Regions from separate parts of the Mus musculus genome. Here regions 2, 3 and 4 are each linked to region 1. The links are chromatin contacts, called in public Hi-C and HiChIP or PLAC-seq maps. All regions are on one chromosome and are shown on one strand. The core of a region is the stretch at or near the end of the contact, and the rest is flanking DNA. Distances in the headings are between cores, read along the strand shown. Region 1 overlaps Gm20125 (predicted gene, 20125). Region 2 has its middle 540 kb from the start of Gm20125. Region 3 has its middle 490 kb from the start of Gm20125. Region 4 has its middle 240 kb from the start of Gm20125.

What was found. Hi-C and Micro-C count contacts between places; a contact is called where the count stands out from the background. HiChIP or PLAC-seq counts read pairs in DNA pulled down with a chosen protein or histone mark.
Region 2: a contact with region 1 is called in an H3K27ac HiChIP or PLAC-seq map of the NIH/3T3 cell line, with 5 times the contacts expected there. The contact joins two enhancer-like sites. A contact is called at or near these places in 1 of 15 datasets of contacts at CTCF or cohesin (the NIH/3T3 cell line), 5 of 484 Hi-C or Micro-C datasets (the C2C12 cell line, adipose-derived mesenchymal stem cells, cumulus cells and 2 more) and 2 of 115 datasets of contacts at active chromatin or transcription factors (the NIH/3T3 cell line and vascular smooth muscle cells).
Region 3: a Hi-C map of pancreatic cancer cells shows a contact between it and region 1, with 5 times the contacts expected there. The contact joins two enhancer-like sites. A contact is called at or near these places in 1 of 15 datasets of contacts at CTCF or cohesin (the NIH/3T3 cell line) and 1 of 484 Hi-C or Micro-C datasets (pancreatic cancer cells).
Region 4: a contact with region 1 is called in a Hi-C map of cerebellar granule neurons, with 5 times the contacts expected there. The contact joins two enhancer-like sites. A contact is called at or near these places in 1 of 15 datasets of contacts at CTCF or cohesin (the NIH/3T3 cell line), 8 of 484 Hi-C or Micro-C datasets (bone marrow-derived macrophages, cardiomyocytes, cerebellar granule neurons and 4 more), 1 of 115 datasets of contacts at active chromatin or transcription factors (bone marrow-derived macrophages) and 1 of 9 other capture datasets (bone marrow-derived macrophages).

The regions. Positions count from the first base shown.
Region 1 is chr10:16,988,835-16,992,285 of GRCm38.p6, reverse strand. It overlaps Gm20125 (predicted gene, 20125), which reads left to right. Exons shown (of 9, transcript NR_038020.1): 2 at 1,829-1,990; 3 at 2,547-2,666. Among named protein-coding and RNA genes, the nearest start is that of Gm20125, 110 kb to the left of the region's middle. Within about 2 kb of position 1,940, at least 35 of the 459 cell types and tissues checked have an H3K27ac peak or open chromatin away from gene starts, as enhancers often do. A contact at or near this core is called in the C2C12 cell line, the NIH/3T3 cell line, cerebellar granule neurons and 3 more, where this site is marked.
Region 2 is chr10:16,552,105-16,555,555 of GRCm38.p6, reverse strand. No RefSeq gene overlaps it. Among named protein-coding and RNA genes, the nearest start is that of Gm20125, 540 kb to the left of the region's middle. Within about 2 kb of position 1,820, at least 56 of the 459 cell types and tissues checked have an H3K27ac peak or open chromatin away from gene starts, as enhancers often do. A contact at or near this core is called in the C2C12 cell line, the NIH/3T3 cell line and myocytes, where this site is marked.
Region 3 is chr10:16,599,891-16,603,341 of GRCm38.p6, reverse strand. No RefSeq gene overlaps it. Among named protein-coding and RNA genes, the nearest start is that of Gm20125, 490 kb to the left of the region's middle. Within about 2 kb of position 1,916, at least 43 of the 459 cell types and tissues checked have an H3K27ac peak or open chromatin away from gene starts, as enhancers often do. A contact at or near this core is called in pancreatic cancer cells, where this site is marked.
Region 4 is chr10:17,330,204-17,333,654 of GRCm38.p6, reverse strand. No RefSeq gene overlaps it. Among named protein-coding and RNA genes, the nearest start is that of Gm20125, 240 kb to the right of the region's middle. Within about 2 kb of position 1,939, at least 98 of the 459 cell types and tissues checked have an H3K27ac peak or open chromatin away from gene starts, as enhancers often do. A contact at or near this core is called in cerebellar granule neurons and cerebellum, where this site is marked.

The sequences.
Region 1 (3,451 bases), core at 691-3,190:
TATCTCTTCCTGAGTTCAGATTTCTCATTACAGATTCTTTTTTTCCTATTCTTTTCCACATCTTCCACTGGTCATATGTTTTGAGGGATTTTTCACATCTATAAACCATGCTTCAATTCAAGGATCATTGAGATATTTAGATAACTTTTCTAGTAGATCCTTCCTTTATAGTGTTAGGATGAGTTCTTTCTGAAGCTTAACAAATTCTGAGGCAGGCTTATTATACCATCACCAGGTAAGGCAGTTAATAAAAATAACCCAGAGGAGAGAGTTCAAATCTGTATATGTGTGTTCATTTTGGTCCCATACAGAAAAGTACAGTGTATTTGAGAAATGATTGTGAAGATAAAACCATGTCTTCCTGTGCAAACTCCCACACACCTAGAAATAATTATCTTTAATTTTGCAGGGAATATCCAAAAATAGGTTCTTTTATATTCAATTTTTTCCCTTGAGCACAACATGGAAGTGAAAATTTAAGAATGTAATTATTTGCCATGCTAAGAATTCCTGAGTCTATATAACACTGCCACTCTGTGCTTTTCAGTAAGCAAATTAAAAGTTCAGATTATAGTGCCCTCTTTGGCAAAACCAAGGAGTGAGACCTGGTAACTCTTAGGATACTCCAGGTTCCAGGGTTTCATGTTCTATGATATTATCTTAGGAACTTAGCTACATGTTTGCATAGAAACATTTCATAAAATGAGTTCATATCATTGGCTTTGTTAATACCTGCATAGCTAGAGAAGAGTTAAAGACAGAGGGTAGATGGGAGGCAGAGAAGAGAGTCCCATAGTCCAAACATGCTTTTTAGACAAATTTAAGATGTACTTTCTGTGTAGAATTTGAGCAAAAGTAAAATCACTGTAAATTTTAGTGTCTATTTTATGGATGGTTATTAGGGATTTTAGTTATTTAATTTCCACAAAAATTCTAAAATAACTATTAGTAGCCAACTGAAACAGAATGCTAGACTCTGGCTGGAAAATCCCCAGATAAAAAGTTAAGAAGTGGCAGAAGTGCTGGTTTTTTGTGTGTGCTTGAGAGATCTAGCAGTTGCCTTGAGCAAATCACAACACTGGGGAACAAAGAGGTTCTCAACATAGGGTTAAGTAGCAACAAGGTGCTAATTCCTGCTGATTCTGTACTTTTCTGTCATCTAATAATACCAATCATGACAATAGAATACTGATGCAATATTGATCTAAAGCTGGAAAAAAACACAACTGTCTTTTCTCAAGAAAGAAATGTATTCACATGGGTGATATGCATCTAACTGTTCTCTTCTAGAGATTGCTTACAGAGTATTGATATATTATAGAGGGTTTCTATTGCACTTCAGATTTCTTAATGGATGTTGAGTGCTTTTTGTTTAATCTACCAAATGAAAGATAATTTATGCTTATTTGTATAATAACTAAGAAACTATCAAATATTTATTATTGAATTTAAGCAACAAAAATGGCAAGAAGAAACAACAGTGAATCTATTTTTTAAAGAAAAATGCAATTAAGTCTTTAGGGGGATAAGAATTTTCAGAACTATTATAAATAGAAGGGCCCATCTCAGCTTGATTACTTCAAAACAGCTTCCTGCAGCCTCCCACCAAGTAGATGAGCAATTAGAATAATCACAGCAATAAGTCAAAGACACTTGCTGTTCAAACTTGTGACTTTTCCTTTTGGCAATACTCCTCGGCTATTCCAGTTGTACACACACACACACACACACACACACACACACACACACAAGCATGCACATATTTAATGGAGTTTTATTTGGTAAAAGGCAAAATGCCTGAGACTGACTTTTTGTGTTTTGTCTCAAGGTTAACTAAAGGGCACTGAACAAGTAAAGCTGTGCTGAAAAGAACAGTGGCCAAGGCAGGGATATTCTTATACCACAAACAGTCATGCAGATGGAAGTCTGGCCAACAAAACCATAAAGCATCATGTCTCACTGTGACTCAATCTGTCAGCTCAAGTACAAGGTGACTCAGGAGAGGGAGGACTGTGTTTTGTTTTGTGATAAGTACTCAAAATTTCTTGTATATTCATGCCTGTTATATAGTGCTGATATAAAAGAATAAAAATTATTTTAATCATTTAATAATTGCAAAGACGGGTCTTAATTTCTAAATTTAAAGGAAATGAAAGACACAAAGCAAACGGAGTGAGAGAAAACCTAGAGATTAACAGTATCTGCCTGAGTCTGTACTTTTGTTTGTAATATCTCTATGATATTTCTACAACAGATGCTAGTCAGTTGATTCAGTATGCAAGGAAATTGACATTAAAAAAATAATAAGACAATAACATATCCTTTGCAAGGCAGTCATATGATTTTCTTCTGTCTGATTTTTGAGTATATAATTCTAAGTTTCCTCTTTGTTCTTTGGCTTATATTTTTAGATCTTCTAAGTTAGCAGAATCTTAAAAACACAAGGGTTGTAGAAGAGAATGTCAAATAATTTTGTTCAGACTTCCTTATAATGACATGCATTTTTAATACCTTGCCTGTTGTCCATCCTGTTCCTGTTTCCACAGCCTTGAGTACACAAGTTCTTCTGCATTCCCAAATGCTTCCTTCTTTTGTCTCCAGTTAAAGACATTTACCACTTTCTGGGAAGGATTTCAACTTCAACTTTTCATGAAATACGATGAGAGGTCAGTAGACACACACAGCAAAACCACATAAAATAAATCCCAATTATCAAAGAAAAAAAGACAAGGCTAGACATTGTTTTCATGGCTTAAGATTAACAAATATGTTTTTTTTCCATTTGAATGAAATATATAATATCTGAACACACACACACACACTGGGGTTTAATATCTAAATTCTGAAAACCATGCTTGCTAAATAAGACTTTGAAGAAGGAATACCATCTACAATATGAATTAGAATCCATCTATCTATCTATCTATCTATCTATCTATCTATCTATCTATCTATCTACCTATCTATCTACACACACACACACACACACACACACACACACACACACACACACACAATCAAAATAGAAACAAGAATGAGGACCTAAAAGTATTGTAATTGTAAATTATGGTATAACTAGATACACTGAGAGAAGCAAGAAAAGTGGAGAATCATTACAGCCACAAATTTTAATGTCTAAAATCATTGTTGTATAGGGATATGTCACCTAGTAAAGATAATTGCAAATGTTGCTATCATTCATGACGGCTATAATAGGAAAATAATATAAATGATTAAATACACAATTTACCACTGATACTGTGCCATGATGTTGCACATGATATTGACTGGAAGAGGTCAGATGAACAAATAGTCCACATAAATACATGAGCGTATTACCATTTGAAATATAAAGGGAAATGTTTTATTGTCATTTGAAAGTTGGGTGCTTTTTCAGAATAATTCAATACCAAGTAATATTGGTATGGTTGGCTGAGCTGTATTCCTCTGC
Region 2 (3,451 bases), core at 571-3,070, 440 kb after region 1:
AAAGTTTGGAGCTAAGACGAAAGGATAGACCATACAGAGACTGCCTCACCCTGGGGTCCATCCCATAATCAGCCACCAAACGCAGATACTATTGCATACACCAAGATTTTGCCGAAAGGACCCTGGTATAGCTGTCTCCTGTGAGGCTTTGCCAGTGCCTGGCAAATACAGAAGTGGATACTCACAGTCATCTATAGGGTGGAGCACAGGGCCCCTAATGGAGGAACTAGAGAAAGTACCCAAGAGCTGAAGAGGTCTGCAACCCTATATGTGGAACAATATGAACTAATCAGTACCCCCAGAACTTGTGTCTCTAGCTGAATATGTAGCAGAAGATGGCCTAGTTGGCCATCATTGGGAAGAGAGGCCCCTTGGTCTAGCAAACTTTATATGCCCCAATACAGGGGAAAACCAGGGTCAAGAAGTAGGAGTGAGTAGGTAGGGGAGCAGGGTTGGGAGAGGGTATAGGAGACTTTTGGGATAGCATTTGAAATGTAAATGAAGAAAATATCTAATAAAAAATTAGAAAAAAGAAAAAACATGGTATGTAATCACTTATAAGTGGATATTACCTGTAAAGTAAGGATAACAATGCTATAATACAGATCCAGGGAAGCTAAGTAACAATGAGGACTTAAAGGGGAGAATGAAGGGATCTTTCTGGGAAGGAGAAATAGAATACATTTTGTAGGGACTGGAAGAACATGAGTTTGAGGGTTCAGGTAGAATGAGATGAATAGAGGAAGAGGATTTTGGGAGAGATGACTGTAATTAGGGGACTTTGGGAGAATAATGTGGAATCTTTAAATAGTATATATTCACTAGTACTCTCCTGAAGGTCTCTCCCTCTCTGTCTCTGTCTGCCTGTCTGCCTGCCTGCCTGCCCGCCTGTCTGTCTGTCTGTCTGTCTGTCTGTCTGTCTGTCTCTGTTCTCTCTCTCTCTGTGTATGTGTGTGTCTGTATGTTCGTGTGTCTGTATGTATACATAAAATATTCTTTTAGACAACCTGTTGTTTGCTGCACAGTACTGCTATTGTGAATATTATGAATGCATTTTTCTAGTGACTAATCTTTTCCTTATTTTGGTGGAATTAAAATGGTAGCCATAACTTCACTGTACACTGAATAGCTTAGTGCATTGTAAAATGATAAAAATTCTGGATAATAGGACTTCAAACTCTATAGAAAGATTTATTTTCCTTTAGGCCTAGGACTCTTGCAATCCCCTTGGTGTAGTTTGCCAATTTATGAGATTTCAGGTGTGAGCTACAATAGAATAGTGGTACTTATTACTTTTATTTTGGGTATATATTTTTTGGGGGTATATATTTTTAACTCCCTGAATAGTTGAAATAGTACATAATTGATACAAGATTAGTTGCATGCCAGAGTTGAATAATTTGCATCAATGAAAATGGCAACATGTGGTTTTGATAAGTAAAACATCTTATGACATCACTCATTGAAAATCATTCCGAGGAAGTTTGTGACACACTTATGATTGAATTGTACATATCTGAGTAAACATTTTCTTTTCTAAATTAACACAACCACTTTGCATCTATCCATGGACCTCTCTTTATACAAGGTTAATATTTAGTACCATAAAATTTCATATTCTATAAAAGTAAGGTGAGACCTCATTGAAATCGAGTCATTTATGCAGAGCTTGACATCCAGGTAATCAGAACTTTCCAGGATTCCTTAGTAGCTATTTTATCCATGGAATAACCCTCTGCTGTTGAAGTGAAGACAGTGTGCATCTTGTATGCAGAAGAGCAGGGACATAAATTTATAACATCAGAGGAAAAATATGAACCCATAAATTCCACATGGTGAAACTGTATCCTGCTCATGCCTCCAAATATGACTCTGCTTGAACACAGGTCTCTTACACAAGTAATAACACAATAAAAATAATTAATGTGTGTTTCTAATCAAATATTATTGGTACATTTATTTATAAAAAAGAATGTTGGAAATGGACAAGCACACAGAAAAACAAGTAAAGATAAAGTTAGTAAGAAGCCTTATGACTAACCAAGGAATGTTGGCAGACCACCAGAAACTTAGGGTGAGGCAAGATGCTGGTTTGCAATCTCGCCTGTCAGCAGACTCCACACTGTCTATCTTGATCTCAAATTTCTAGCCCCCAAGAATTATGAGGCAATAAAGTTCTGTTTTCAGAACGGCTCATCTTTCTCTTGCCATGGCTCACTAGAGAGTGAGTACATGATTTCTTACAATCCTTACATCATTTTTGAAACTTTGTGATACTCCAATAATCAGAAAAGTTACCATTGCCAATTTTCTGGAACTATAAACAGGTTTCTGATCAAACCAAGGGTTGTTCTTAAGAAGGTCAAAGGAACTTGGTCAAATCTGAAAACAGAACTGGCAACTCTAAGAAAGATTGTTCCTTTGTCAGGAGGTTCCCTGACACTCCCAGGATACTGCAATTGTTTCAAAATGGCCTGAACAGGAAGCATACACTATCTAAGGGTAGATACCCTCTGTAGGACCAGTCAGGAAGGAAAGAGAGGACTCTAACTCCTAAGGTTCCTCTCATCTCTTGATGGTAGCTATTTGTCAGTAATAAAGTTAGTGGGTTATTTGTTTGTTTGTTTGTTTGACGATATGTCTGGCATTTCTATTTGCCTGTCATTCTATAAGGTACTTTCACTCTGTCATTTGTCCTCAGGATCTGTAATTATTATTTTGTTCCCCAGACCCTCAATATCTCCTTTTTGCTCAGAGATGTTTCTATTTTGCTGTTCTCTACTCGGGTCTAGAACCCTTCGTTTCTTTCCAGGGCCCCAGGAGGATCTCTGCTCCTTTCTCTTGCCAGTCACTGCCTGTTTTGATACACCCCTCTCATACTTCTAGCTGTCCTAGTCTGTCAGTAGTCTCGATCTCCCTGTGTCTCTGACTATCTGTGTCTCTAACTTGGTCAGTCTCTTAAGTCTCTTGTCTCCATCTGTCTCTCTCTCTCTCTGTGTTTGTGTTTCTGTCTATCTGCATGTGTATGTCTTTTTTCTCTGTGTCTGTCTCTCTCTGACTCTGTCCCACCTCCCTCCTTTCTCATTTTCATTCTCTCTATAATAGTGGCTTCACTTTAATTTCTGAGTGAGCTTCTTCCTACAATTTTTTGGACATCTCATGGAGTGAATTTAGCAGATGACCACTCCTGACCTCTGAAACACACTAAAGCTATGATCTATCTGTTTAGATGCAGGTTTCTGGCTCCAATTTTAGTGCAAGTAGTGTTTATAGCTGGATAACACAGGGGGTTACTTTTATCCTTATGTAGATAGCTATCTAGTAGTTCTTAGCACAAAGGAAGTCTACCAATAATAATGATGCTTCCACATTAATGCCAGCTTGAATTCTCCATGGTCTATGCTTTCTTTTCTCACACAACAGTGCAGTTGAACATATGAACTCACAGCGA
Region 3 (3,451 bases), core at 667-3,166, 390 kb after region 1:
ACCCATAATTTTTCAATGTCTGAAAGAACTTCACCGATAGAAATGGAGAAGAGCCTGAGGAAAAGAAGGTCCAGTGACAGGCCCAAAGTGGGATCCAGCCTCAAGGGGAGGTACCAAGGCCTGACACTATTACAGAGGCCATGAAGCACTCACAAAAAAAAAAAAAAAAAAAAAAAAAAAAGGACCTATCATGCCTGCACTCTGGAAGATCCAACAGCAGATGAAAGTGTCAGATGCCCAACCCATGGATATAAGCTGCTGACTCCTGTGGTTGAATTAGGGAAATGCTGAAAGATGCTGAGAAGGGAGACCCTGTAAGAGGACCTGTAGTCTCAATTAACCTGGACCCCCGAGATCTCTCAAACACTGGACCACCAACCAGGCAGCATACACCAGCTGATATGAGGCTCCCAACACACATATAGCAGAGGATGACTAGGTCTGGGTTAATCAGGTATGATACACCTAACCCTCAAGACACTAGAGGCCCTGGGAAGTTTAGAGATCAGGTGGGGTTGTGTGTGTGGGGTGGAGACATCCTCATGGAGACAGGGATGTGGGGAGGAGGTATGGGATGTGGCTCAGTAGGATGGGGATGGCGGTTGTGGTAGGTAGGGAAGGTAAAATCGGGAGTGTAATAAACAAACAAACAAACAAACAAAAAGAGTGGTTTATATGCTCAGTGTGACTTATTGAGAATACTAAGTTTTCATTTGCAAGTAGTTAATAACTGGAGATAGCTTTTGGGTTATGGATGGGAACATATGTTCACTTCTGCTTTCAGCCCTGGGACCCCATCTGCCCCAGACTTGTGCTGCCAGTCTGTGATTTCATGTGTACACTGGTTCTGCTGCACCTAGACCTTTCCCCTTGATTCTCTCCATTCCCTATGGCTCTTGAAAAAAGCATTGTTTTCTTAAACAATGCTTTTTTTGAAGTAAGTTTCTATGATTGCATAAGGTTAAAGAATCTCTCTTTTTTTTTTTAAGAAAAAAAAAAGAATTGACTTTCAAGCAGAACTTTGAACATATAATGACATTAAAAGGATAATGTCCACTCAGAATACTAAGAAAGAGGAGAAAACAACCAGGGATAAGATAATTAGAAAACTGTAGCTAATTCCATTCATCTATATTTCCCATTGATGTGACTAATAGTTAAGACTAGATGGATGGGTCAACACTATTTCAAACCACCATCCACTTGAGCATAGACGGTTTGAAAGTATTTTGAATTTCTGCATTTGATGCAGCTGGGAGTGGAAGGAGTGGTTAAAATTCAGAAAACACACACAAATAGAGAGAGAGAGAGAGAGAGAGAGAGAGAGAGAGAGAGAGAGAGACTACCATCATACATTATGGGAACAGAATGAAGTATATTAACATCGAGAAGGATTTTAGTTAATAGAAAAGCATGTTCTTTTTTTTATGATTTATAGGTTCATTAAATTTTTCTTGTAGTGACAATTTCATTGTTCATGACTAAAAACTTCACTGAATACATATATACCACATTTTGTATTCATCTATCAGTTGATGGATATATGCCAAATCCATAACTTGTCTATTATGAATAGTTTAAAAAATATTTAAAAATCCATAGCATGTTTAGATTCACAGAAGTGGTATAGCTAATACATATGATTTTTTTTGAGGAATGTCATTTTGATTTCCATAGACTAATTCACATTGTTTGATTATCAATGTGTAATGGCCTGCACCCCCCAGCATTTTGTTCTTACATGCAAGAGTCTTAAATAGAACCCTGTTGACATAAACAAAGGAAACTAGATGTGATCATCACATTTTGCAGAGAACTGCTAGCCGTTTAAATAAGACTTGAGTGAGACTTCTGTAGTTTAAAGCTTTTGGCCTTTTGCTGTGGCAGTCTCTCAGCTAGCTTCTAACATAATCTGACTTCTGGGCACTGAGTCCCCACCATGTGGCTAGCTCTGTACCTCTCTGCTCTGTAAAGCCCAACCAACTCAGTTTTTTTTTGGTTTTTTTGGTTTTTTTTTTTTTGTTTTTTGTTTTTTTGTTTTTTTAAAGAAGCACCATTTTGTGTGAGACCCAGAGATTAAACTCTAATTCCAGGAGGAAAACCACAAAGTCCACTTGAGCAAACATCCTATGGCACCCTGCTGCCCTTAGCAACAGCCAGTCAGGCTACAACAGGGTCAAGGTCCACTGAGATAACCTAAGACATCCTGCAGACAATAGATAACATAGCCATCCTGTTTGTCAGGTGGTTCACCCCCCACCCCCGCGCCCCCGCCCGTGTTTGGTGCCTGCAGATTATACCAGAAGTGCAGTTTGTAAAATATTAACTTGCTAACCCATATGGAAATTCCCCAAGCTTGCTTTAACCACATTAAATATCCTGCACCTGCAGAGACAGAGCTTTCATCTTAGACTAGCTGAAGTTGGTGGTGAGAGTCTTTGGTCATTAGCTCCTAATAAAAACACTTGTGCGTTTGCTTCAGAATTGACTCTCCAGCGGTCTTTGGAGGTCCCTGTGACTTGGGTATAATATTCTTGTTCCCACCCATACGATTCCTTTTTCTATCCCCTTGGATTTTCCTCCATCTGCTTGTGTGCTGTCTGCCCGGAAGTTCTGCCCCTTACTTCCTGTTTCAGGTATATTGGCTGTTAGATATTTATTGTCATTAGTTAGCAGTGTGGCGCATGCCTTTAATCCCAGCTCTTGGGAGGCAGAGACAGGCAGATTTCTGAGTTCGAGGCCAGCCTGGTCTACAGAGTGAGTTCCAGGACAGCCAGGGCTACACAGAGAAACCCTGTTCCGAAAAACAAACAAACAAACAAAAAGAAGAAGCCTGGTCCATCTCTTAGGATTGCCTTTAGACAATGAGGGCTGCTTGGTCTTCATGTTTTGAGCAGGTGTGGAAGGACACAAGTTTACTAAAGAAATCCTAGTAATGGACCATAAAAATGAGAATACCAAAATCCTGTTAGGACTTAGCTCTCTGCCAGGACAGAATTAACGATTGAACCTTGAGAGACATACCTTAATTCAATGTGTAGAGAGGTGCCCCAACAGTCACAGAAAAAAAAAGGAACAAAGTCAAATTTATTCTGTACTACAGGTGACAGAAGTCTTTTGAGTGATAACACTTGAGAACAGATAAAAATGATGATTCAATGAGGCAAAAATTAAGGGCAAGTTGGGGGGGGGTAATTCCCAGTAGAAGTGATATAAAAAGGGCTTCAAAAGTATTTTGTAAAATAAATACACAATAATTTTCTATATTTTTTCAAATTTAACCACATTAACAGATCAAAACAACATGCATTTGTCTTGGGTTTTCCATGGATATGATGTTAAGCATATTTTCATTGGACTTCTGTTGATGATGACACAAAGGCCCATGATCTTAAGTGGGGTGCATTCTTTGACAGAGTTCTGCATCCTCTTCCATGGTCACATTGATGTT
Region 4 (3,451 bases), core at 690-3,189, 340 kb before region 1:
TAAATGCAAATCTGTTCTATGTACAATGAACTTCTTTGAGAAGAAGGTGCACTGGGACACTGATATAATGACTTGGTGAATTTCCAGATGAGGAGGCTCAAAACATCTTGGTTTTATTGTCTAGAGATTAGCATCTAACACTCTCTCTCTCTCTCTCTCTCTCTCTCTCTCTCTCTCTCTCTCTCTCTCTCTCTCTCTCTCTCTCTCCCCCTATGTCCTTCCCTCTTTTCTTCTCCCCATCTCTTTCTCTATCTCTGCATATTCAAATTCTCCTGAAAGCCAATGTCATATGCAATGGAGTTTGGCAATTCTGCTTCCACATTCATATCTGAATCCTTTTGGCATCTGGCACACTGAGGTTAGGTTGCTGTTGAAACACAGCATATAGAATCTGTGTGCTTTTAAAGGCTGTCAAATAAGCTTTAATACCTAACCTTCATTGTTGCTGCCACAGTCCCCACTCAGCCCTGCCCGGGAGCACAAGGCCACATTCCTGGTGTTCGTGGTGAAACTAGCATGAACTGAAACATAAGCCCTCCTCTCCATCATGTCTCTTGGCAAGATATTAGTAAAACCTCAGTGGTATTCATTCATTCACTCTTCAAGCCAACAGTTGGGAGGCTTATACTCAAGGGAGACGTATGTTCAGAAGTGGTCTTTTGAAAACCTAGCGATGTTCAGGTATAAGTTACACTTGGAAACCCTCTTATGTGACTTAATAGACAGTGAATATTAGGGTGTGTAGGGGGCAGAAGACAAGAGATCTGCATTGTTTCTCTTAATTTTTCCTTCTTTTGTTATCACAGTAGTATCAAGAAGACAGTGGCTTTATTTGACCTCTCCCCCAAGGGAGTAGTAACTATAATGGGTTTAATTAACTATGTGGTATTGACGTAATTAGTTATCATGGTGATTATACTTCTTTAATAAAAGCACTTCATTTGGGATGCATCAGGGTTCCGGCAGCGGCCAAGCCCTTCACCTATATTTCATAACTGTCTAGACACTGGAACCGTGTGCATATTTTACTAGCAGCCCTTGAGAGAGGTTATCTTGCATGGCTTAAGGTAATTGGGAAGTAATGATTTTGCCCCCTGCTTTCAGACTGGCTTGAGGCAAAGAGCAGAGAGGCTGTGGGGGAGGGGCGGGCCCTCATTTTGTGTAAACTGAAAGGCAGGGGGGAAGGGCTGGGTTTTTGGAAACCACAAGCTCTTAGGAATTGTTTCTTTTCAAGCTAGCTATCAGAGAAACAGTAACACCAGGGGGAGTTTGGTGGTGGTGATGGTGGTTGTGGTGGGGGGTTTAATCTATGGGTGGAATGCATAAATCTATTTAAATAAATGTACACCGTGTATGGAGACATAGGCTTGCATTAACAGGAATTCTGGCTGTCCAGTCTATGAACAAACAGCACAATTGGTCTGAATAGTAGATGGCTGCTTAAATTTGGTCAGCAGGTGACTGGCAGTGTCCCTTTCACCACAGCTCAGTGGACAATGAAGTCAGATGCTATGTAAAAAAATAGGGCAGTGAGAAAAGAAGACACACAGAATTCAAATGATTACCATATGAAAATGTCAATAATAATATCATGAGACCCCCCAAAGAGGAAAAGAACAAAAGCCAAAAAGATTATGGAGCTGTGCAGAGAAAGGGCCACAGGGACCACAGTGCCTGAAGCCCCTTCCCTACTTTTTTTTTTCTCTGATCAAACTTGGGTAATGGACTGGGAGGGGGAAGGGCAGCGGAAGGGTGGTGAGCAGGGAGGAGGGGTTAGGGACCGAGCCGAAATAGACACAGATAGCACTGAGAAATAATAGGTGTGCACACAGACTCTTGCAGAGAGAAACGTCATTTCTTTTTCTGTCTCCTCTCCCTGACTCTCCTTCTTTATTCAAACTGCTTTCTCCTGCCACCTCCCCCTGCAGCGCTGAGCAGCGTCCCCTCTGTGCCTCTCCCTGCCTGGAGATACATACTGAAATCACTGCAGGCAGTTTGACTGCTTCATGTAGCCCGGGAAGTTTTGCTGTGGGTCTTCTCAGAGCCAAAACCAGAAAGATGCACTTCTAAAAAATAACCCAACGGATCTGAAAGAAGCGTTTCTGCGGAGGTACCTGCCAGTAAGACTTGTTCCTCTGCCACAAGGGGTGCTGGGCAAAAAACCTCGATCCCTCATTAAATCAATAAAATCTTCTGCTCTATAATCGAGTATCAGGGAGAGGGGCCCAGGCTGTTTTATCTCATTGTTTCAGAACAGATCATTTGGATGGAGCTGACAAAAGGTTCATTCTTTACCTTTGTGGAAATGTCAGTAAAAAGGCAGGTGCTAGGCATTTGGACTCTTTTGCTCTATACAAGAAGAAAAAGAAAGGAGAGAAAAAAAAAAAAAAGAAGAAGTGAGGGAGGGGAGAACTGGGGGAGGGGAGGGGAGGGGCTGTGACAGGCCAGCTCCATGTACTGGAGCTTTCTAAGACATTTTGTTTAGCTTGGTACTGTGTGGCAGTGAGGAAAGAGGTGGGATCTATTGTGTGCCAGCTGCATGAATCACCGGATTGAAGGCTAACAGCCTCAGATCTTCTTTTATACAGTAGAGGGGAGATTAAAGCAGGGAGCTCATATGTCACAAAATAGAGGTACAATGCCTTTCTGGCTTGTTCTGTGCACTCAGCCAGCATTTGATCCAAATTTAGCCAGGGGGAAGGAAATGTGTATTGCTATCAACTGAGGACTAGACAAATGTTGGGCTGTAATACCCAAATTTTCTTCACTCCTTCCAAAATGTCACCTCTCCTTTATCAGTCTCACTGTAATAGAGCCTATATATAGCCACAGATGAACTGGAAATAAACACCCAGACCCTGGCTAAATTATTCTACCCCTGCTTCTTCCTACTCTGTGTAATTGATCCACAGCAGAGGGAATTTTTGTGGCTGGGTCTTAACAACCTCATTTGTTTAGCACGTATTTGTCCAGTGCTATAGGACCTACATTCTAGCAGCTAAAAGGGACATGCAAGGAGTCCACTGTATATTTTTCTCCTCTCTTCAAGCTTGGATTTTATTAAGGAGATGAAAGCAATATAGACACACCCCCTCTATACATACTCTTGGGAGCCAAAGCAATAAAAACAAGGGGGCACATCAAAACATGAAACCAGGGAAGTGCTCAGAGAATCAGGGAAAACAAACTCAGGACACATGTATAGTTATACTGTCATCCCTATGTTATAGTAAAGGAAGCCAAAATCAGAGACAGAAAGAACTTGCCCAGAGTCACACAGCTAATGAGGCAACACAGTTAAACTTATAGCTACATCTATAATCCACTGACAAAGAGATTGAAAAAGCCAGCGACCTGGCCCTCTCTCCTCCTCTCTTGCTCAGTGAGTACATCTGTCCCCAAGGAAGCTTCCAGGCCCTCGTCTGTTTCTAATCCCATTGGATGGGTAGTC